Linked DNA regions of Mus musculus: regions 1, 2, 3, 5, 6 and 7 are each linked to region 4. Evidence: chromatin contacts called from public ChIA-PET, HiChIP or PLAC-seq and promoter capture Hi-C data. All regions are on one chromosome and are shown on one strand. Each heading gives the region's core, a stretch centred on a gene start, on an enhancer-like site or on the middle of the called end of the contact. The rest is flanking DNA. Distances are from core to core; before and after follow the strand shown. Region 1 overlaps Rgs13 (regulator of G-protein signaling 13). Region 2 overlaps Rgs13 (regulator of G-protein signaling 13). Region 3 overlaps Gm35356 (a long non-coding RNA gene). Region 4 holds the start of Uchl5 (ubiquitin carboxyl-terminal esterase L5). Region 5 has its middle 9.3 kb from the start of Rgs1. Region 6 has its middle 24 kb from the start of Rgs1. Region 7 overlaps Gm35415 (a long non-coding RNA gene).

Region 1 (3,098 bases), core at 370-2,869, 360 kb after region 4:
TGGAAAAGTGAATCTGGAATACGGTGAGGGTCAGTTTCAATACTTTCTGTCCATCGGCAACACAATGTCATTTTTTACAGAATAAAAATGTCAAGGCACACTTGACATTTTTTACAGTACAAAAGGTAACAGTTCAAATTTTGTGTCTGTGTATGTTTTGTTGGTCCTCCAGAACTCCAGATCTGAGGGTTGAGTCTAAATTCTTTTAAAGTTTAAGTGACAGTGGGTGACATCAAACAAGCAAGTTAAACTGCTTTATTTTATTTTTTTCACTTTTGCAAACTTTGGGCCTTTTGAAATGTTCATAGTAAGGTACAATAAGGTGTCTTTGAAAAATATGCACACAGCTTTTAGTTTCTACTGATTGATTTCCAACACTATGGTGAGTCCATATTATGAAGAAATTAATCTCAATAAAAGACCAATTTTATAGTCCAATGACATTGTAAATGTAAAAAAAATCCACATATCTTAAAAGCTTACAATTATCCCAAAGATTTAACATGTAGAAGACGTATGTGATATAGGTTAAGTGACCTTCTAAGGTCAATCATGGACATGCTGCTGGGAAAATTTTATAGCTAAATTTCTTCTTAATATCATATTAATACACTATGATTAATATATACTGATTATGTTAAAATTCAACAAATTATAATATGACTTATATGTTTATATACTAATTCAAGATATTCTGAGCATATCTATAGAATATATAAAGACAAAATTCATGGAGCAATGGTTTCAAAACCCGTTATTTGTGCTATGACTGCCAATTTTTTTAATGAAAAATATCATTAGTTGCCTACTATAGCAAAAATGTTATAGTGCTTATATGATAAGAGGAAGCTGATTTTTTTCTTCTCTGTTAATTCCTCTCTGTAAGGATGCTATAAATTGTGTCACAGCATCTGGGAGCTTTTTAGGTTTGGAATGACTTTCCCTTGGGAACTAGAGATCAACTCAGGACTTGGTTTCTGTTTCCTTTCTCCCTTCATTCTCATCTTGTGTCTTTTTCTAAATTCCATTAGCACTTGCAACATGCCATCTTCCATTTAAACTTCTGTGTAGTAATCAAGAGCTTTGGGATTGAACAGTTTTCAGGAGTTGTTGGTACATTTCAGACTTTAAAAATCTGGGGTAAGAATCCATTTCCATGTGCATGTATACAATCTTCTGAGCTTCTTCAAAGCATGTTTGAGTGGGTTCACGAATGCTTTTGATGATAGCTTCCCGTGTTGTACTGTCGATGTTAATCTGAAAAATAAAATTGTAGGTTAAGCACAACAAATGCCTATGCCCGCAATGGAATGCTTTCATCTACTACCCTCTTTCTCAGAGTAACAGGATAGTTTAGGCTCAATTTTCCAGAGGTATTTAAAAAGACTTTTAAGAAATGAAGTCCTCACTCTTTTTAAAAGTAAAAATCTATAATTAGCACCCAGGGAAAGAATGAAAGCATGAAGTCTGTGACCAGGGAACTCTAGAAACCTCTGCTTCCTTGGGACATGCCAGTGGTTTGCTAGTGGTAGTCTGCAAACATGGAAGTCTATGGACTGGAGGGATCTTCTTTAAAGAAAAAAAGGAAGTTGGTGGCTGTTTTAAAATTTACTCTACTTAGTAGTCACAAATGCTGTGTTAGCCAACCAAGTCCTGAAATAGGAAGCAAATGAGGAGAAGTGAAGACATAGAGGGGAGAAGTGGTTATCTCAGAAAACTAAAAATTTCCAGAAGGGTTTTTGGGAATCGTTGAATAATATAGGGTTATGCTGAGAAATAGATATCTCCTGTGCTATCCTCCACCCTTGCATTTAACATGAATTGTAAGTTTGGGAAGTCTCTCTGTCAGGAGCCTTGGGGTTAGGCAGTGTGAGAGTAGTAACGGCAACTTGGATGTCAGCTGTGGTGGCTGGATTATGCTAACGTGAAATGACTCAGAGGACCAACCTCACTGGGGTGCTCATTCATGGCATTTCAAGTTTATGATGCCCGAGAATTCTTTCCACAACCCCTTTGCTCTTTTTAACTGTTCAGGCCAGTAAGATAGGCTATTGGGTAGAGGATTGTGGACTAAACAGCTCACCTTTGAATTCTATGGTTACTACTTGATGACTCTACCACACAGGGGGATTTCATAGGTTTTGTGACTGAAAAATAACAATGGTAATTCTTAATTTATATAATTTTAGGAGATATTGGGAATGGACTATGATTAGCATGTAATGGTCTTCAAGTTAATAGTGTCTTCCAAGTGATGCCCCAACTGCCATGTCCCATTGTTACCTCTCTAGGAGACTGTGGCTGGATGTAGATATTGTAAAGCTTTTTTGCCCTAGAAATTCTGCCCCTTCGTGAAGCAATTTTCTTGTAGGTTTCACATGCCATCCAGAATTTAATGTTCTCATCACTGTGCTCCAATTTTAAATATGCTGTGTACACTATTGGGCCATCTAAAAGTAGAAAAAAATGTGATTGTTTTTATGGGTTAACAGAATTTAAACAACAATTCATACAGTTTAATACAGAAGCCCAAAGAAGAGCTCTAAAGATACAGAACAACTGGATACTCTCTAAGGTCCACACTCTCAGGTCTCTGTACATCTGAAGCATGTTCAAGGATGCCATGAGTTGGTGAAGTTACCCCTTTGTTCTGAGTCACTCAGTGGAAATTATTTGTCAGTTTAGATGTACCTGTGACAGAAAGGCCACAAGATGTCATAAGAAAGATGGCCTAGTCAGCCATCAGTGGAAAGAGAGGTGCCACAGACCCTCTGGGCCCCTTTGTCTGCGTGGAACGGGTCTCTAGTCGCGGGTGTGCAAAGCGTCAGATGAATTGACAGACAGATGCACACAGGAGAGGTTGTGTAGTATCTGAATGTAATGTCAAATCGAGCATCAGACTTTTTATACAGAAGACAATAAGGAAGTTGGGTGACACACTCGAAAGGTACAAAGAGGTTTCTGGATTCTTACATAAAACAGAGGAATGCAAACACAGAAGGTCTAACAGGAACCACCTGGGATAGAATTCATTGTTAACAACTGGGATCAACAAGGGCTCCACCTAAGATTCACTTAATCTTAGAAGCCAGGGTCAA
Region 2 (3,290 bases), core at 111-2,610, 390 kb after region 4:
TGTAACTCTGAAAGTGAGATTAACCCGGCAATGCTGTGAACATGTGTTAGAGCTGATATTAAAACTGTTTGGGAAAGAATCAATACAACTGACCTAACAGGCAAGTTTCTGTTCTTCCATTTAAGTGACCAAAATTTTAGTGCAAAGATTCATAACCATGCTGGTAAGTTATGTCAGAGAACTATGAGTAACACTTGATAAGTAAAAGGCATAGCTCAAACTTCTTTTCAAATGAATGAAAGAAAGAAATTATGACACACATATTTTCAATGGAGTGGCTTACAACTCAAGATAGGTGATTAGGTGGTGCCCCAGATCTGGAGATGTACAACATGAGGAGCAGAGCCTCAGAGTCTGAGTTAGAGGGACTAAGGGACTCTAATAGAAAAAGCCAAGAGTCTAAATTTCAACCCCCCCACCATTGCCTTGTGAGTCAGAAATAACAGATGTTGTATTAAAGAATGTTCCTGAGGCTGTGAGAGTAGGTAGTGTCCTAGGAACACAGAGGTCCCCAGGAGTGACAGGATGTAGTGTCTAGAATAACCCTGCACACCCACTAATTTAAATACCATAGTACTACAGCTATCTCTTGTTCACAGTCAGGAGATCTGAACAATTCATTATTCGCGGAGAGCCTCACATGGGAAAGTCCCTAATAAGGAGGTAAGTTCATAGATAAGAATTAGCAGATAGTTAATAGGGATGCTAACACTATGAGAAAGGAACTAAGTTCAGTGGAATTTTGAGTATCCTCTACTTTTTAAAAACTTGTCTTCTTGTTATTATCATTTTCTATCATCTACCACTTTTTTTTTGTTCCAAATATAATAGACAGTTATCCCGAGTACCCCTCATTCTTTATATTAACTGCACTGAGCTTCTAAAGTTATGTTTTCGCCTACATAGCTATGACTTTTTCTTTGTATTGCTTAGATTCGGATGTTGGCGCCATTATACCCCGAACCACTAGAATTAAAGACTGAAGAGCTTCACACAGTTTTAGAATGAGGCTCGAATGGTTGTTAGTTTTGACAGCACTTAGAACAGCAACTTTTTTTTTTAAAAATAGTTTCCAAGCACTAACTTTAGCAAGTTATGGGAAGGCAGTATATTTCAGTATGTGTTACTATTTAAGCATATTCCCAATGGGTTTTATACATATACTTGTGAAGAATAGAGACCCACAGTGACTAATCTTGTTTTAATTAACACCAAAGAAAATAACAGTGGTTGGCATGACAAACTATTTTCAGGTTTTCCTTTTTTAACTGTGTCAGTTGCCATTTAGAAGGCAGCGAGCAGAGCCACACTTGTCATCTGGTACCCCTCCCCCACAGCTATGAACGTGAAACAGGCCACTCATTAAAAGATGACGCGAACATCATACTCACATTTTGTAGCCATCAGACTTTCCAAAGATTGGGCCCATTTTAAAACTTCATCCAAAGTAAGGCTTTGAAAAGAAACAAAAGCACTGATTGGGCTAAATAACTATCAAAGTTTTGCTGAACGAAATAAACTTAGGCTATATTGAGAAGAATATAATTTACATTGCTCATTATCCTTTGACCTTTTATGTTTTATTTTTCACTGAATTTTAAACTGTGAAAACTATAAGAGGTATATACTTGAGATTATAAAATAAATATTAAAGATAGTTGTATAATCTCATTTCCTATTTCCTGTTAGAATTGTGATAGATGTAGCTTTTGTTATATATATGTTTGTGTTTTTAACCAAGAAATTATATTTTCCATGCTTAGTGTCCATGTCTGTGTTCTCCTTGTACCCATTTTATATGTGATTACCGTGATCTTAGTCTTTAACTTATAATTACAAACTAATCATACATAGAACATCTTGGTGACAGTGTGAAATTCTACAAGGGGCCTTTCAGAACTTATTTAGTTAATCTAAACAATTCTGAGTATTTTTTATTTTTCCCCCACGAATACTACATATGGTCAGACTTATATGGCAATGTAGCTGTGGTAATTTTGTGGGGAGCAGAAACAGACTGAAAACTGATAGAAGGCACACACTTTGAACATTCCAGGCACAGACTCCCACATTGTCTCCCTAGGATTGCCTCATGTTTTTCTACCACTGTCACACATGCACCCACTCACATAATGAAAACAGAGATTATCTACAAAGCTTATGTGCATATTTTCACATACTGTCTTGTTTATTATGTTTGCAGCTTCTTATTTGATGTGTAGGTACTTAGGAATTGAATTTTGAAGGTCAGATGACATTGGACCTAACAGAATGAACAAAGCTGTCCTTGAAGGGGTTGGCTTGAATGCTTCATTTCAGTTTCTGTTGGTAAGATTCATGAGGTGACTGGAAAGGGATCTTGCTTTCTTACATGAAATAACTTTATTTTCCTATATTGGGATCTCTAATATAATCACCAGCATCCAGCTCCTTCCTGTGTGTCATCCCCGGATGGACCATGTAGAGACTGCCATACCTGGGGATCCACCCCATAATCAGCATCCAAACGCTGACACCATTGCATACACTAGCAAGATTTTATCGAAAGGACCCAGATGTAGCTGTCTCTTGTGAGACTATGCCGGGGCCTAGCAAACACAGAAGTGGATGCTCACAGTCAGCTAATGGATGGATCACAGGGCTCCCAATGGAGGAGCTAGAGAAAGTACCCAAGGAGCTAAAGGGATCTGCAACCCTATAGGTGGAACAACATTATGAACTACTAACCAGTACCCCGGAGCTCTTGACTCTAGCTGCATATGTATCAAAAGATGGCCTAGTTGGCCATCACTGGAAAGAGAGGCCCATTGGACACGCAAACTTTATATGCCCCAGTACAGGGGAACGCCAGGGCCAAAAAGGGGGAGTGGGTGGGTAGGGAAGTGGGGGTGGGTGGGTATGGGGGACTTTTGGTATAGCATTGGAAATGTAAATGAGCTAAATACCTAATAAAAAATTAAAAAAAAAAAAAAGAAAACTGAAGATGCCATCCAGGCCTCCTTGCTGCATGGTAGTCAGCCTGAATGTTGATTCTTTAAGACTGAGCGTCAGCATTAACTGGTTATGAACATAACAAAAGCTTAAAGAAGTTAAGTGATCCAGAACCTGGAACACTATTAGCCCTGTAACAACTCTGATGGTCCTGCCAGCTCCACGGTGACTTTCACATCAGCTTCTAGGCTGAACAGTGCACTGTGCTGAGTGCTCTCAAAAACATTTGCATGAAATGATTTCTGACTCATTTGTCCTTTTCACTCACTAGAACTTCAGAGGAATAAGCTAAAACAGTG
Region 3 (3,123 bases), core at 438-2,937, 310 kb after region 4:
TTAAAGAATAGTTAACATGATTTCTCTGTGTTTTGTCCCAACCTGGACTGACAGCAAGGATAGAAAGCAAAGCTCCTGGTTCTCACCATGCTTGTTGGTCCCATCTGTAGGACTTTGGAGCCAAAGAGGTCAACATTACCCACCCCAGGTGATTCAACTGCTCCCTCCAATGATCTGCTTCTGGGGCGAGCAAGGCACAGAGTGATGCCCATGCCATTGTTTCCTAGAGGAGGCTGTGCTGCTCACGGACCCTGAATTGTGGGCATGATTTTTAAGGGTTGGATGAGAACAGATGTTACAAGCAGGGACAGAAGTGCAGTCACTCTTGCATTTTATTGCTCAAGACTGAGTATTTCGATTTTTGATTCTAGTGTATTATAAAGTTAAAAATGTTTAAAAGTTCTTCAGAGAAATTATATTGGTATCAGTTTCAGTATGTTCTTTTTTTCCTCCATGGATTCAAATGAAGAAAAGGAGTACTGTTACCCACACCAACAACAGACCTTCAGCATCATGAAGTAACTTTAGCACTAGTTAAGTGCCTCTGTTTCTAATATCCTCTTTGCTGCATGCACACCATGACCTTTTGACATTTAAAAAAAAAAATATGTGTAGGATTCCTCAGAATTGGAGTTACAGACAGCACTGTGAGCTGCCTCATGGATGCTGGGAATTGAACCCGGGTTTTCTAGAAGAATAGCTGGTGCTCTTAAAGACTGAGCAGTCATCTTCAGCCCCCTCTTGACGTATTTTCTTTCTTTCTGAAAGACACGTACAAATAAACCGTGGGGCTGGAGGTGGAGTTCAGTGATCCTATGCTTACAAAGCTTGCACAAGGCGCTCTGTGCAATTTGCATTGCAGATGTGAAGCAAATACACTCAACACCCCATTTTCATCTCAAAACCCATCATGTGTACTTGGAAAGAAAGGTTACTGCCTTAGAGAGTATTTGCATGGTTAGCAAGCTCCTCAACACTAAGACAGTTGTTTTGAATTGTCCTATACTCAGTCCACATTTATGTCCCATATTGTTTTACCCAGCTGCCTTTTTCTAAACCAAGATCCAGTTTATCTCACTACTGGACATTAGCCTCTAACGCCCTCTTTTATCTTTGGCCTTACTTTCCTTGGTCAACATCATTCTCCTTACTTTCTTCTTTACCTTTATCTTTGCATTGCAACTTTTGAATCAGAACTAATCCAATTAGACAGATTCTATTTTTCTATTCTTTTACTCACCTCCTCAATTTTAGAAGGTTCTCGAACCACTTTTGTATACTGGGCACGGCACGCAAAGCTGAAATATAATAACAGTGCCCTCTGTGTACTGTATCCAAAGGTAATTTTGGAGGAAACCCATTGTTTTTCTGATGGAAATGAAAGTTGTGTGATTGTCATTAAAATGGACACATAGATGTTTCCTCCCCCCTCCCTCCCTCCCTCCCTCCCTCCCTCCCTCCTTCACTTCCTCCCTCTCTCATCAGCCCTTCAAACTACATTGTCTTTTATTTATTTATCTCCAAATATTAGATGTTGAATATAAATTAATGCAGAGGAAATATCAGGCCAATAACAGCAGAAACTAGTGTCCCACGATGTTCTTTGCACTAAGTCCAGCTGTGCTGTGTCCTAACCACGGTGTCACTGGCTTCGATTGGCATGCTTCCTTGAGTCCTTGCCATGCTCCTGGTCCTCTGTGACCACAGTGTTATGCACTATTATTAAATAAGCAAACAAAACAACATCGCTGGCTCTGGAAGTCAGAGTGCTGTTTCACAAATGTATATGTTTGTATTCACCAAGGGGTCTTTTCTACACTCATTAATTCTGTCAGGTGACCAACAAAAATGCTGTGCATATTGGGAAGTGCAAGGCCCAGGAACTAGCTGTGAAATCAGCACCAACAGCTGGAGTGCCCTCACATTAGTGAGGTAAGATCATCATCTAGCAATTAGAGTCTAACAGAAGAGAATGTTCTCAGAACACCTGTTCCTGAATAAATAAGCTCTCTACTTACTTAAAAAACCTTTAGTCTCAAAAAGCGCATAGATAACCTCCTCTCTCTTTTACACACACACACACACACACACACACACACACACACACACACACACACACACTCTACCCCTTTGGGGTATGGCATTTGGGGCTTGCCATAATCCAGGCATCACCAGACATTTGCTATGATGTCACTCACTACCATCATCCAGTAATACAATATACTGGATGATGTCTATACCCTGTGGCTTGTGGCATGACCTTTGTGGCTTGCTGAGTCATGCCAGCATGATGTGTTTTTGGTAAGACATTCTTGCAAGAGCCTTTGTTTTTAGAACTACGATCATAAAAGATTTGTTTCCAACAAACTTGTTCCTTGGATATAAAGTTTTTAGACTCTAAGTACATACTCTATCTTGGTGCATTTGGAAGATATAATTGCCAAGAAGGTTTATTTATTTATTTATTTATTTATTTTTAAGGTAGATGATCTTCAAGATAGGACATGCCCCAAAGATGGAATTTGTCCTGTGGTGTTGATGAGAATTACATATTTGTTGATTCATTTTATGACTTATTAAGGAAAAGGCCTGATTTTCTAGGAACTCATGTTTCATTAAATATTTATCAAATTATTTCCTTTCTGCTCTAAAATGTCATGGTAAAAACAGAGTGCATGCCTATGGGTGGGTATTTATAGACTCTTTAACTATAAAGAGTTTAGTAAGCCATGTTGAAACTAAGGATTTGTTTTTCCTTTTGTTGAAATAGTTTTTTTTCCCCCTCAGGACACACACACACAACAACAACACACACACACACACACACACACACACACACGCACATAAGTGCAGATAACCAGGCATAAATGTAAAAAAGACAAGAAGAAGTGTATGGATAAATGTGTGTGTGTGTGTGTGTGTGTGTGTGTGTGTATGTGTGTGTGTATTATCCTGATCAGTTCTCCCCTATTTTCCCCTCCCATCCAATTCCACTCCTTTTTTGTCTTCAAAAAACAAATAGGCTTCAAGGGGATAATAATAAAATAAACATGATAAAACATAATAAGATAAAACAATTTATCATATCAGAGTTAAGCAAACAGAAGGAAAAGAGTCCAAAAG
Region 4 (2,826 bases), core at 28-2,527:
TTTTTTTTTTTCACCCTGAGAAGTCAAGCAAATACGCAGTTTCTTTAAAAATAAAAGCCAAGGCTAATTTTACAGTAATGAAGCTATAATACTTTACAAAGCCAGGATCCCAGGTTCAAATGGATATGCCATACACAAAGGTAATGAAAATATCAACTCCATTAAGGGCGATGCAATGAAAAGTATTGAGGAACTGTGGCAAGATGTCACCATGGTAGGATGCTCTGAGCAAAAATTTTTCCTGTGGAAGCCAAAAGCCTTCCTTGGAACATACTTTTATGAAATGATGAATAAAACCACCTCCGAAGAATGATAAGTATTAATTACAAATAGCTATTTTTTGTTCTATTCATCAAAACCATTTCAAGTGTTTTTAAAATAATGCACTATTAAGGGGGGAGGGGTGGCGGGAGAGGGATGGTGCGCATTTTTCCGTAAGGCACTTCATCCCGATACATGAGTCTCTCATCCCTTGGACGAGAAATCTTTCTCCCTTCCTTGATTATTATTCCTCTAAGATAATTTCCTTTCGGTCTTCCCACAAAGCTCCTTCCCAAACCGGTATCCGAGACAACGCCTCTATGCCAAAGCCGCAGGAAGAGAGAAAAGAGTGAAAAGGGGCCTTGGCACGTTCGCTCGCCAGGAGCTTTGCAAGTGGGAGAGTTGACCTGAGTTCCCCAAGATTCCATCCTCCCGGAGCAACTAGGCCAGGTTCGAAATGTTCAGATGCGAAGTCGGTCCATGCTCTCCTCCGGCGGGTGCCGGAGCACAGAGGCGGCGAAGGCTTTGCCTGGCCTCTGACGCTGGGATGCGGCTGGAAGAGAGTGCGCACCGGCCAGCCCTCAAGTGCCCAGGATCGCTGGGACTGCCCAAAACGCGGTTCCCCGGCCCGCAGCAGGCCTGCAGTGACCCACCTTTACCTGGAAGGTGATGCTCAGGACCCGCGGCGCCTACAGAAAGCCTGCGTCGCACCAGGAATAGGAGGCGGCCCGAAAGGGCGAGGACAGCTCCAGGTTCGGGTCGGAGCGAGCCCCGCCCCGCCCCGTCTCGAGCCCCGCCCCTTCCATCGCCCCGCCCCAGCTCTGGGGTGCCAAGGGTCCCGGATGTGCCTCCCTCCGGCGCTCCGAGGCCCCGCTACTTCTCCGGCCCGGCAGAGGGCGCTACGGATCCTGAGAGGCAGGAGAGGCGTTTCGACGTCTCCCGGGTGGCTAGAGCGTCCTTCTGTGCTCCGGCGCGCGGCAGGTGACGGCGCCCGGAGGCTGTCGGGAAGTAGGCGGGGTGACGTGGGGTTGACGCTCGGCGGCGGGTTTTGCTGAGGTCTGCGGCCGGTGGCAGCTTGTGCTGCGGGGCTCCGGAGAGCGCGAGGTGGAAGCGGGGCGGTGTGTGTGTGGTCGGGGACCATGTCGAGCAATGCCGGGGAGTGGTGTCTCATGGAAAGCGACCCCGGGGTCTTCACCGAGCTCATTAAAGGATTCGGTGAGCACCAGGGGGACCGTCCTGGGCCGGGGGTTCCGGGAGGAGGCCCGCGTTGGGCCAGGCGGTCACCTGCCGCCACCGACGCCCGGCGTCGGAGAAGTGACTTCAGGGACTGGAGTCGGCGTGTGTGGAAAGTAGGGCTTCTGCCGCGTCCTCGGCCCGGGGCGGCCGCGTCTCCGCAGTGATCTTGGGAGCCACACCACGAGGGGAAGGAGTCCCTCTGCCTGTGCACTGCTGTGTTCTCCGGACTTGGGACTCGGACACTTGAATTGCCTCGAGCGTCCTCCTTCCCTGTCTCCCTCCCTCATCATCTCCTCCGCGCTTCTCTTGTCCTTTCCACTGTCCCTTCCCTGCGGAGCCTCCCTGTCTCCAGTGTGGTCAGGTGCATCGCTCAGGCTGTCGGTCCTGCGGAGCAGCCGGTCTAGGGCGTGTGTTTCCCCGGGTGGTGTCTGAGGCTCCAGCCGCCCAGAAACTCGAGATTCTAGTTTCCCAAAAGCAGAACTTTCACCTTTCGTATGTGGGCACCTCTTCCGGACCTCCACAGATAACCGTCTACGCGGGTCTGCACTCTACTTCCCGCAATTCTTTTACTCCCTCCTTTTTTGACTTCCTGTGAAGTTGAGTTTTCTCGAGGTAGTGCTTTTGCTCAGAGGCCACATGCTTAGCTCTGAATTTCTCTCTGACTTTATTTCCTTCCGTACTACTCAACCAATAGGACAGTTTATCCTTCCTCGTGTTCCCAACGTTTTGGGGGAGTTTTTTTTTCCCTCCATTTTCATTTTGATTTTTTCTAAGATATTGTTTTTAACTGTTTTGTTAAAATGTGTACCCAAAATATAGCAAACCTTAATGTAGATTTTGTGTACTGTACATGGCTGAATATTTCGAGCATTGCGTAACATATGTTCAACTGTACTTCGGGCATACAGTTACGGAGTTGGAAATTTTAATGTGAATAATCGGAATGCTGGTCTGAAGAACTGAGAGTCAATCTAGAATAACATGTTGGTTTACGTTTAAGAGTATACAGAAATTGTTTTAACTGTGTAGATCACAGAGGAGCTGGGCAAAAGGAAGCATGATCTAGTGTGGTTACCTAAAGGTAGCTTATGGAGCAGCCAGCAAAGTAACTAAAATATGGTGTAATGAATAGGCAGGCAGTGTAGAGATCTTAGGTAAAAAGGTAAAGCCACGCCAAATCAGATACCATATTGTATAGATTAGATTGCCTGGAAGTCACTGGGGACTTACTCTGAAAAAGATGTGGAGATCAAACATAATTAAAATTAGTTTGTGATTAACATGATTGTGCTTACAGTATTTAGAGTTAAGATAGAATGAATGAGATGA
Region 5 (3,274 bases), core at 13-2,512, 460 kb after region 4:
TCTGCATAAATAAAGAAGTTATAAGGTGATTGGACTAAATGATGTGACAACAGAGAAATTGACTACAACAATTCTTCATTTAAAAATATTATTAACTGTGCATATTATAATATTCCATTATCTGCTGAGGTGTAGCAGAGGCTTACTCTCAGGCTCGGGGCAGAGCCTACTGTAGAAGTAACTTCTGCTACACCATTGCATCCACCAGAATGCCTCTCCTGCCCAGTGCTGATATGATTGTGAGTTGTCTTTGGTAGCTGTATTGCCTATCTCTTGATATGTAACTTAGATTTTAGCTTCGTTTTATATCTTTGATTTGTGCTTTTAAACTTGGAACCATTGCCTACTACAAATTGCTTTAGTCTCTTGACATTTTTATATTGCGTTTGAGCCATCTAGGTTGCATCATAGGTCTTCCCTAAGTAGTAAGAATCCAAATTAAGGCATGGTGTCTTTAAGCATCTTGGGGGACTTAGATTCAAATTCCTAGCTAAATCTACTTCCAGTGATGGGTTTTGAAAGTAAATATGTATAAACAACTTTAAAGTATAATAAAATCCCCTTTGGTTTAATAATTCAACTTGAAAAGGTGAAATATATTCAAGCTATCATAGAAGATGTGTAGTAATATAAAAGCAAGATGCTTTGCAAATTCTTTTTTGTGTTATTCTTCAGCCCTTTAAAATATTTTTAAGAAGTTCACACTTTTTTTTTTATTATATCTAGCCTTCTTCTCAAACACAGACACACTTTTTCCCCATCTCCATCCATTGTCCATCTGGGTTTGTATCCCTTTAAAACAACCAAACCAATCCAAACCAATTCAAACCAACCTATCATTTTCAACTTGTGCTGCAAATGTACTCTTGGCTGTATGACTGTATTTGTTGATCTGGCCCACTGGCATGGTTGTCTTTAAGAGGCCACACCCTTAAAGAAAACGGACTCTCCATCTCCCAGCAATTATCACGTGTCAACAGCACCTCACTTAGAAGTAGGACTTCCTGTTTACCTCCCATTCCATTCTGGGATTTTTTTCTGGCTTGAAATTGCTCAGGTCTTGTGCATGTTGTCATAACTGCTGTATCTGAAAAACACTGCTTTCATATAGTCAACCATTGCCTCTGACTCATACATTCTCTTTGCCCCATTTTTACCATGATCCTTGAACCTTTGGATGAGGGTGTGTGACACAGATATCCCATTTAGGGCCGAGCATTCTAGTGTCTTATTTTGTGGACCATGCCCACTTGTGGAATATGTGTGTTAGTCATCACTTACTGAATAAAGAAGCTTCTCTGATGAGAGTTGAGTCATTAGGAGGTCGTGCAACACTGTGGGCATTTTACAGAAAAACAGTAGTAGGTTCTTCCCCAGAATCTAAGACCTGTCTAGCCATAGGGTTTGACTCAAATCACAATGCCCTCATGTAGACTGGGCCTTAAGTTCAAGTAGAAATTGATTGTTACACCTATAACATTTGTAGTCCTCTAATATCAATGGGTGTATCTTGCCAAGCTAATTGTAAAAGCTGGCAGGGTTCACAGCTCAGTAACATTTATGATTACTCTTCTCCTCTGATACCGTAGACAACATCTAACACTATAAAAGCTAGCCAGTAGGGATGAAACTTCAGGCCAGTAGCATTAGATTTATCCATGTTCTATGACTCAGGTATATGGAATCTTAAAAATAGGCTTTTACTTCAGGTTCTGGAGGCTAAATAATAACAATAGCCTATAATATTTAGGAGTTTATGGGATCACAGTGGTCCCATAAACTGTGGGTTGCCATGTAGGAGCTGAAAATTGATTTCAGGTTCGCTACTAAGAGCAGCCCGTGCTTCTCACTGCTGAAGCATTTTATAGCTCCACTCCTGGGATTATTGTTAGGTTGTGGTGTCTAGTAGGGGCATTATGAGATAATTTCACTTAAACTCATTATTTCTGTAGCTTTTACAGTAGTAGGTTGTCATGTGACATTTCTAAAAGGTCTTTACTGTTACTTATCATTGCCCATATTCCCTCATCTACTCACCCATGCCTGTCCCCATTCACTTTCATATTGCACAATTTTCCCCTTCCTCTGTATACCATTGAATTATACATCCATTTTCTTGAAGCTATGCCCCTTCATGCCCCTTGTTAGTTTCCAGATGCCTCTTGGTATTCCAAATGAGACTTACATATCTAAAGATTCAAGTTTAACATTCAGAACTGAGAAAAAAATGTGATGTTTTTCTTTCTGTGTCTAGGTTACCTTACTCCAAATAGTTTTGTCTATCTCCATCAATTTACCTATGAATTTAATAGTGTATTTTTCCTTAGTTGCTGAATAACAATTTTGCTTTAGGATATAAAGTCTTATGTTAAGATCCTTTATCCAGGAGTTGAGTTTTGTGCAGGCTGAGAGTAAAGAATTTAGTTTCATTCTTTTACACACAGCTATCCAGTTTGACCAGCATGATTTGTCAAAGATGCTCTTTTTTCTACAATGCTTATTGTTAGCCTCTTTGAAAAAAATCAGTCACCTGTAAGAGTATGGATTCATATATAGGTGTTTAACTTTACTCCACTGACTAACATGTCTGTTTTGATGACAGTGCCATGCTGTTTTTTTACTATTCTAGCTCTGTAGTGTTACTAGATGGTAGTAGCTACAACACTTTTTTCATTCTCAAGTTTTGTTTTGTTTTCTTGACTATTTTGTGTTTCTATATGTTTTTCAATTTCTGTGAAGAATTGTGCTGGAATTTTGTGTCAAATCTATAGATTGTTTTTGGTAGAATGACCATTTTCACAATATTACTCCTACCAGTTTGTGACCCCCCCCCCTTTCTGGTATTTTCAGGATTTCCCACACCCACTGTCCTGGCTGGTTTTGTGTGTCAACGAGACACAGTCTGGAGTTATCTCAGAGAAAGGAGCTTCAGTTGGGGAAGTGCCTCCATGAGATCCAGCTGTGGGGCAGTCTCTCAATAAGTGATCAAGGGGGTGAGGGCCCCTTGTGGGTGGTACCATCTCTGGGCTGGTAGTCTTGGGTTCTATAAGAAAGCAAACTGAGCAATCCAGGGAAAGCTAGCCAGTAAGTAACATCCCTCCATGGCCTCTACATCAGCTCCTGCTTCCTGACCTGTTTGAGTTCCAGTCCTGACTTCCTTTAGTGATGAACAGCAATGTGGAAGTGTAAGCTGAATAAACCCTTTCCTCCCCAACTTGCTTCTTGGTCATGATGTTTGTGCAGGAAAAGAAACCCTGACTAAGACATCCAGTAT
Region 6 (3,291 bases), core at 260-2,759, 500 kb after region 4:
CATGTCTTTCTAGAAGTTTATTTTACAGAGTTAAAATTACTTTAGTATATATGTACACCAATATATATGTGTATACATGTATATATATGTATGTATATACATGTATATACTTATAAATACTGATTTATCCTTTAAAGGTCAGACCATCATTGAAGGCATGGCAGCAGGAACATGAGGCAGGATGCACAGTCTAGAAGCAAAGTGAAATGAGTGCTGGTGCTCAGCTGGCTTTCTCCTCTGGATTTAGTCCAGGATCCTGGTCTATGAGATGGTGGTACCCATTGTTAGTGTAGGTCTTTTCATCTGAATCAGATATCTCACAGACATATTCAGAGGATTGTCTCCCACGTGAATATCTTCCCTGTCAAGTTGACAATCAGTATTAACAACCACACTCTCCCACTTGACATCTTTCAGATTTACGGTTTTCATTGTGTCTTTAGGACTAATCTCACATCCTTTAGGAGAACCTGTGGAAGCTTGTGAGCTTCAAACAAGCAGCATAAATGCTAAGGGAACTTGTCTCAAATAAGACAAAATCTGACATCTGAAGTTATTTTATGACCTTCATATAAGCATGCCATGGCATACATATACTTGCATCCATATATGAATGTTCACGTGTGTGCTTGCGTGCGCACACACATGTTTTTCTCCTATCTTTTAATCAACTGCTATCTTTTACTCAATACTTTTTAAAAGTTCTCTCTCTCTCTCTCTCTCTCTCTCTCTCTCTCTCTCTCTCTGTGTGTGTGTGTGTGTGTGTGTGTGTGTGTGTGCAGGGGCAGCCTCAAACCCAGGGCTTTGTGCTAAACCACAGAGCTATATCCAAGCCCTCATAAATTTTTGTGATTTTGATCATTACAGAAAATTCTTACTTTTTAACAGTTTGTATATTCCTTTATCTAATTTTAAAGTATAAATCAGGAATTTGAGTTCTTTCAGTTCAATTAGAATGAGAGTTTGCTATCCTTCAAGAATCCTAGGTTGCTCAATCCCAGCACTTGGGAGGCAGAGGCAGGCGGATTTCTGAGTGGCCAGTCTGGTCTACAGAGTGAGTTCCAGGACAGCCAGTGTTATACAGAAAAATCCTGCCCCCCCCCCCAAAAAAAAAAAAACCAAAAAACCCAAAACCAACCAACCAACCAACCAACCAAGCAAAACAAACAAACAAACAAACAAACAAACAAACAAATCCTAGGTTGTAGACTTCATCAAACACTTGTGATTAAAACCACTGTACCTTTTGGATTTCAATTCTTTTTTCATATACTGCTTTAAGCCTGATTTATACTGTTGTATTTTAATGCTAACATGTCAAAATCATTTACCAAAACAGTGTTTTGTGCAAATGAGAAAATGAAAGACCTTGATGGCAGTGAGCTGTGAGAGAAGCAGGAAGCCAGCTTTAACCATGGGATTCCAGGGTAGTTATGAGAATCCTAAGCACCCTGGGGCTTTCCATGAGAAAGACAGTTAACTGTAGTTCTGTGAAATCTAGGGGCTTTCTGATGTTCAGCTTGCCCATGTGAAATGAAAATGAACTACTCTTTCATGAGCATCCTGTGTCAGTTTGTTTGTAGTGCAGGAAATCGCTTAAAAAAAAAAGAAGAAGAAGAAAGAAAGAAAAAGATCAGACGGACACAAAAAATAGCTGTACAGGAAGCCTGTCTAGCAGAGTAGCCATTTCCAGGAATTAATGGTTGATTATTTTTCATGTGATATATTTAAAACACATATATAAGAAGACACCCATATTTATTAAACTTCTAAGGCATGTGTGTTGATATGATTTTAAATTGGTATTTTTTAGTATATTAATGCTGATGTGTTGATACATGTAATTATGGCATATGATTTATTCTTTTCTTTATAGATATCATTCCAAAATACCTTAAAATAATTCCCTTCATTTATATTACACTTTAGACATATGCATCACTTAAACACCCTGAAAGGAAGGGATGGAAGTAGATCTGATGGAATGCTTGCCTAGAATGTGCAAGGGCCTGATTCAGTTCCCAATTAAGAGAGAGAGAAAGAGAGAAAGAAAGGAGATAGAGAGAGAGAGAGAGAGAGAGAGAGAGAGAGAGAGAGAACTTCACAGAAAAAATACGGAAATTTATATTGAAAACATATGACATATATATATATATATATATATATATATATATATATATATATATATATTCTAGGTCTTAAATATTTTTTATGTATTAGCTTCATCATGATATATTTAAACTCAAATTTCTTTAAAAATTGCTTAAGGCCACATATCTAATAATTCATAAAAAGTACATTGGCTTAAATATTTATTATTTATTTCTTAAATATTGATTCCCTTTGTATACAGTCTCAGAGTCTTCAACTCCATTTTACATGGAACATGAATTAAATCTTCAGACATAGTAATTTTGTAAGTACTAGAGTTTAATTCCTATAAATATTCAGCAAATGAGTAAAGACAGCAATAATTCCTACAATTACATTTTTTACAGGATTTTTTCCCTCGGAAGAGTTCACAACAAGCCCCATGGAAACCCTGAGGGGGGCCCAAGACTAACCAGTTTGGAACCCTACTCCACCAATCCTATCCCAGTCATGTCTTCCTGTGACACAGTCAGCCTAGGTGAGTTGCACAGGGTCCCATGAACTCCACAGTCTAGCTCTGGGCTTGCTCTTTGATCTCAAGAAACCTTGTGGGACCCATAGAACATCTTGCTCCCCCATGGAGGCCTGTGGGGACCCCAAAAAAACCCAGCTTGGAACATTGCTCAACCAATATTTCGACAGTGGGATGTGCCTGAGGAACAACCAGCAGAGTCTAACCCTGACCTCCATTGTCTAGCCCAAGGATCCCCCTATCTTCCCAAGAAGTCCTGCTGTTATCAGGATCATCCAGCCAACATCATAGAAACCCAGCTGACTAAAGGACAGTGTAAGAACACAATCAACAAGGCCAAGGACAGTATGGCACAACCAGAGCCCAGCTATCTTGTTACAGTAAACCCTGGATATCCTAATGAAACTGAAACATAACAAGACGATTTTAAATCCAAATTTATAAGATGATAGAGGCCTTTAAAGAAGAAATGAATAAATCCTGTAAAGAAACACAGGGAAAAAACAGGTAGAGGCATTAAAAGAGGAATCAAATAAACATAAAGAAATGCAGGAAAATACAACCAAACAGGTGAAGGATATTAATAAAACTGTCCAAGACCTGAAAAAGCAAATAGAAGGAATAAAGAAATTATAAACTGAGGCAATCCTGGGAATGAAAAAACTTAG
Region 7 (2,865 bases), core at 178-2,677, 420 kb after region 4:
ATGTGATATGCAAACTGTTTTCTTTGTGAAAAGTAAAAAAAGAAAGAAAGAGATAGATGAGGCTCGGTATACCTTTACACTCCTCTTCAGCACCTGGGTTCCCAAAAAGCTACTGACTTTCTAATACTCATCTTGTGCTACCAGCTCTAGCTGGTTAAAGGACAGAAAGCTCATCTCTTCACTTTCTTGAGGTTACAGTTAACTGGACTTAGAAAAAAAGGTACCAGATGGCTTTTTTATTTGGAGTATTGTGTGTGTGTATGTATGTATATGTATATGTATATGTATATGTATATGTATATGTATATGTATATGTATATGTATATGTATATATACATGAATGTATGTATTTGTATGTGTATATGTGTGCATGCATAAAGGCTTATCATGGTCTGTGTTCAGAGGCCAGAGGACATCTTGAGGAAGTTTGCACTCTCTTCAGCTTAAGTTATCAAGCTTAGCAGGAAACATCTTGACCCTTTGTGTCATCTCCCAGTTCTATTTTGAAGTACTTAAAATTAAAAAATAGTTCATGCTGAGATCACATATTTCATGCACAGCTGCACAGTTTCTAGCAACGATTTTTCCATATTCTTTGGAGACAGGTAAGGCACTGTCTTATGTAGTATAGATCATAGGTACCACCATGTTCCTTATGCCACCAGAGAGACTTTTTCTCAACATTCTTTGTAAACCTCTTTACCTTTATAGTCTTTGCCTTTAACCTTTGTTGCTTTTCAATTTAGTACTTTTTGCTAATTTATGATTCTCTCATCATTCCCGCATTTTATCTTTAGTCTTATTAAGGCCTGTTTATCCCAGTAATACAAATTTATTAAGCTGTTCAGGGTCATATGCTTTGAAATTGCATGGTTGGAATTTGAACTTAGAAATGTCTGATTTCAGGTTGGGGACATTATATGACATTCAAATGGCTACAGTATATTGATATTTTCGCCACTCCAGCCAAACCCATATTCATCTAAATTTGAACATACTTTTCCCTCAGTTTTGTAAGCATCCGAGTGGCAGAGAGCACAAACCCCTGTGCATTGTTATCAGAGACAACAATTTACTATTTAAACTGCTGTTCATTCTTAATCCATTGATTGACTTGGAGTTAAAAACCATGTAAATGTGTTATCGTTACAGAAGTCCTCTTTGGAACCACCCCGTGTTTATTAGCTAAGTAAGTTATGTCAAGACAGCTGACTGCCTCCTTTTTATTTTTGTAGAATTAAGGGGTGAAAAGTCTATGCCCATCTCACTCTGCTGCTTTCAATACTGCCATAGTAGAAGTTCATGTTGGAATCATAAAGAATTGGACAGAAAGGATATGACAAGATTGTCACACGACTCTATATCATCATAAGGATGATGACTCTGACATGTGGAGCTGGGTGTCACTAAAAAGCAGACACTGACTAAAAATAGTTGCTGTGGTCAGTCATGTGAGACCACAAAGCGGAAGAAGTCTAATCTTGATCCACATGTGTGTTATATTTTAAAGAAATGTCCTAGTGCCCATTTATTTACAGCAACAAGTTTAGCCATTCATTAGTAACCAAGGCTGGAGGAAGTCATCTGATATTAATGACACTTTTCAAATTGAATCAATGTATTCTTGAATGACTTTATTCTTAGTTGGTCATATTTATTCATAAAATAATGGCTAAACTTTATAAACAATTTCATTATTTGTAAGTTGTATTACTTAATACATTTTCAGAATATATTGAAGAGGAAAATATACTTATTATTATGTACTATCTGATGAAATAAACTCAGAGTGGTTAAAAGATTGATCTTAGGTCACATAGCTATTGGTGGAATTCAGAGTCAATTTAATATTTTAGTCACAAAGGCTTGGGACAGTGTTCTGAAATAAAGATGGTAACCATTAGAAAACCTTATCTAGGTCTCTTTCTTTGTGGTCTGTATGTTATAGAAATGAAACAAATCTCAAAATTAATTATATGTGTTGGATTATCTCAGAAAACCGTACTTTGATAAAGCTGTTTATTGTGGAAATAAAACTTGCCCATCTTATTTTCTTCTGTATTGTGACGATAGTTACTTTCTATTAACTTGATAAACTAAAAACATAACTTTTTACATCTTCAATAAAAATAATAGCTAAAATTGTTTGTAGAAATTTGATCATTTTGAAACTGTTATTTATAATGTACACAAAAACTATAACATCATGTGTTAAAATAAGCATTATATCCAGTTGAAGGAGAAGTAAAAAATCACCCCAGACCTGCTACCATCACACAGTATTCGCCTGACTCTTTACAATCTATCTTTAGTTTATTTATTGTCCATTTTCTAAAATATATCAAAAGCAGAATAGAATGTCTGTTGAAAACATGATTGCAAGTAGAAGACCAAAAACTTTGGAGACCAAGATTTTTCTGCACTTTTTTGTCATTAAGTAAATGCATTTGATTCTGTCTTCTACCCCTCCCTTAATCTATACCTAGTTGGTTTAAATTTATGGTCTAAAATTTTATAATTTGTCATATGAAAACATTTTCAAATTTTCCTATTTTGATGTTTAGAATGTTAAGGTATCAATTCATGTTGAAGTCAAATATTTGTTGTATAACTGCAAAGTTGTTAAGAACAGAGGATGGCCTAGTTGGACATCAATGGGAGGAGAGGCCTTTGGTCCTGTGAAGGCTCTATGCCCCAGTGTGGGGGAATGCCAGGACCAGGAAGCAGGAGTGGGTAGGTTGGTGAGCAGGGGTTAGGGGGAGGGTGTTTTTCTTCGGAGGGGAAACCAGGAATGGGGATAAAATTTGAAATATAAATAAAGAAAATATCCATTAAAATATATTTTAATTGGACACACACACACAC

What was found. Promoter capture Hi-C pulls out the DNA fragments that hold promoters and counts their contacts. ChIA-PET counts read pairs in DNA pulled down with a chosen protein or histone mark. HiChIP or PLAC-seq counts read pairs in DNA pulled down with a chosen protein or histone mark.
Region 1: a contact with region 4 is called in an H3K4me3 HiChIP or PLAC-seq map of bone marrow-derived macrophages, with 3 times the contacts expected there. The contact joins the enhancer-like site here to the promoter of Uchl5 in region 4. A contact is called at or near these places in 4 of 39 promoter capture datasets (the C10 cell line, hippocampal neurons, pre-B cells and 1 more), 2 of 115 datasets of contacts at active chromatin or transcription factors (the 230-238 cell line and bone marrow-derived macrophages) and 1 of 9 other capture datasets (liver).
Region 2: a contact with region 4 is called in a promoter capture Hi-C map of pre-B cells. The contact joins the enhancer-like site here to the promoter of Uchl5 in region 4. A contact is called at or near these places in 7 of 39 promoter capture datasets (the C10 cell line, the HPC-7 cell line, cranial neural crest and 4 more), 1 of 484 Hi-C or Micro-C datasets (B cells), 5 of 115 datasets of contacts at active chromatin or transcription factors (bone marrow-derived macrophages, embryonic basal ganglia, forebrain and 1 more) and 5 of 9 other capture datasets (adipose tissue, embryonic stem cells, liver and 2 more).
Region 3: a promoter capture Hi-C map of the HPC-7 cell line shows a contact between it and region 4. The contact joins the enhancer-like site here to the promoter of Uchl5 in region 4. A contact is called at or near these places in 5 of 39 promoter capture datasets (the C10 cell line, the HPC-7 cell line, liver and 1 more), 2 of 115 datasets of contacts at active chromatin or transcription factors (CD8 T cells and the SCID.adh cell line) and 3 of 9 other capture datasets (adipose tissue, liver and pancreatic islet).
Region 5: a contact with region 4 is called in an H3K4me3 HiChIP or PLAC-seq map of bone marrow-derived macrophages, with 2.4 times the contacts expected there. The contact joins the enhancer-like site here to the promoter of Uchl5 in region 4. A contact is called at or near these places in 3 of 39 promoter capture datasets (the C10 cell line, the HPC-7 cell line and pre-B cells), 1 of 15 datasets of contacts at CTCF or cohesin (large pre-B cells), 2 of 484 Hi-C or Micro-C datasets (CD8 T cells and bone marrow-derived macrophages), 9 of 115 datasets of contacts at active chromatin or transcription factors (the 230-238 cell line, DN3 thymocytes, the SCID.adh cell line and 5 more) and 3 of 9 other capture datasets (adipose tissue, liver and macrophages).
Region 6: an RNA polymerase II ChIA-PET map of memory CD8 T cells shows a contact between it and region 4, with 30 read pairs. The contact joins the enhancer-like site here to the promoter of Uchl5 in region 4. A contact is called at or near these places in 7 of 39 promoter capture datasets (3T3-L1-derived adipocytes, the C10 cell line, the HPC-7 cell line and 2 more), 1 of 15 datasets of contacts at CTCF or cohesin (large pre-B cells), 5 of 115 datasets of contacts at active chromatin or transcription factors (bone marrow-derived macrophages, memory CD8 T cells, microglia and 2 more) and 1 of 9 other capture datasets (pancreatic islet).
Region 7: a contact with region 4 is called in an H3K4me3 HiChIP or PLAC-seq map of bone marrow-derived macrophages, with 6 times the contacts expected there. The contact joins the enhancer-like site here to the promoter of Uchl5 in region 4. A contact is called at or near these places in 13 of 39 promoter capture datasets (3T3-L1-derived adipocytes, the C10 cell line, the HPC-7 cell line and 10 more), 1 of 15 datasets of contacts at CTCF or cohesin (large pre-B cells), 3 of 484 Hi-C or Micro-C datasets (B cells, bone marrow-derived macrophages and pre-B cells), 14 of 115 datasets of contacts at active chromatin or transcription factors (the 230-238 cell line, CD8 T cells, the HPC-7 cell line and 9 more) and 3 of 9 other capture datasets (adipose tissue, liver and pancreatic islet).

What each region holds. Positions count from the first base shown.
Region 1 is chr1:144,138,427-144,141,524 of GRCm38.p6, forward strand. It overlaps Rgs13 (regulator of G-protein signaling 13), which reads right to left. Exons shown (of 6, transcript NM_153171.4): 5 at 2,284-2,450; 6 at 241-1,257. The coding sequence ends at 1,075. Among named protein-coding and RNA genes, the nearest start is that of Rgs13, 37 kb to the right of the region's middle. Within about 2 kb of position 1,620, at least 17 of the 459 cell types and tissues checked have an H3K27ac peak or open chromatin away from gene starts, as enhancers often do. A contact at or near this core is called in bone marrow-derived macrophages, where this site is marked.
Region 2 is chr1:144,165,896-144,169,185 of GRCm38.p6, forward strand. It overlaps Rgs13 (regulator of G-protein signaling 13), which reads right to left. Exons shown (of 6, transcript NM_153171.4): 4 at 1,392-1,453. Among named protein-coding and RNA genes, the nearest start is that of Rgs13, 9.8 kb to the right of the region's middle. Within about 2 kb of position 1,361, at least 10 of the 459 cell types and tissues checked have an H3K27ac peak or open chromatin away from gene starts, as enhancers often do. A contact at or near this core is called in pre-B cells, where this site is marked.
Region 3 is chr1:144,084,079-144,087,201 of GRCm38.p6, forward strand. It overlaps Gm35356 (a long non-coding RNA gene), which reads left to right. Exons shown (of 4, transcript XR_387455.2): 2 at 1,836-1,932. Among named protein-coding and RNA genes, the nearest start is that of Gm35356, 5.0 kb to the left of the region's middle. Within about 2 kb of position 1,688, at least 59 of the 459 cell types and tissues checked have an H3K27ac peak or open chromatin away from gene starts, as enhancers often do. A contact at or near this core is called in the HPC-7 cell line, the SCID.adh cell line and pancreatic islet, where this site is marked.
Region 4 is chr1:143,776,001-143,778,826 of GRCm38.p6, forward strand. It overlaps Uchl5 (ubiquitin carboxyl-terminal esterase L5), which reads left to right and starts at 1,278. Exons shown (of 11, transcript NM_019562.2): 1 at 1,278-1,476. The coding sequence starts at 1,401. It overlaps Ro60 (Ro60, Y RNA binding protein), which reads right to left and starts at 1,051. Exons shown (of 9, transcript NM_013835.2): 1 at 921-1,051.
Region 5 is chr1:144,238,134-144,241,407 of GRCm38.p6, forward strand. No RefSeq gene overlaps it. Among named protein-coding and RNA genes, the nearest start is that of Rgs1, 9.3 kb to the right of the region's middle. Within about 2 kb of position 1,263, at least 23 of the 459 cell types and tissues checked have an H3K27ac peak or open chromatin away from gene starts, as enhancers often do. A contact at or near this core is called in CD8 T cells and bone marrow-derived macrophages, where this site is marked.
Region 6 is chr1:144,271,697-144,274,987 of GRCm38.p6, forward strand. No RefSeq gene overlaps it. Among named protein-coding and RNA genes, the nearest start is that of Rgs1, 24 kb to the left of the region's middle. Within about 2 kb of position 1,510, at least 25 of the 459 cell types and tissues checked have an H3K27ac peak or open chromatin away from gene starts, as enhancers often do. A contact at or near this core is called in memory CD8 T cells, pro-B cells and thymic regulatory T cells, where this site is marked.
Region 7 is chr1:144,199,279-144,202,143 of GRCm38.p6, forward strand. It overlaps Gm35415 (a long non-coding RNA gene), which reads left to right. Exons shown (of 3, transcript XR_387456.2): 3 at 1,236-1,548. Among named protein-coding and RNA genes, the nearest start is that of Gm35415, 3.3 kb to the left of the region's middle. Within about 2 kb of position 1,428, at least 63 of the 459 cell types and tissues checked have an H3K27ac peak or open chromatin away from gene starts, as enhancers often do. A contact at or near this core is called in the 230-238 cell line, CD8 T cells, the HPC-7 cell line and 2 more, where this site is marked.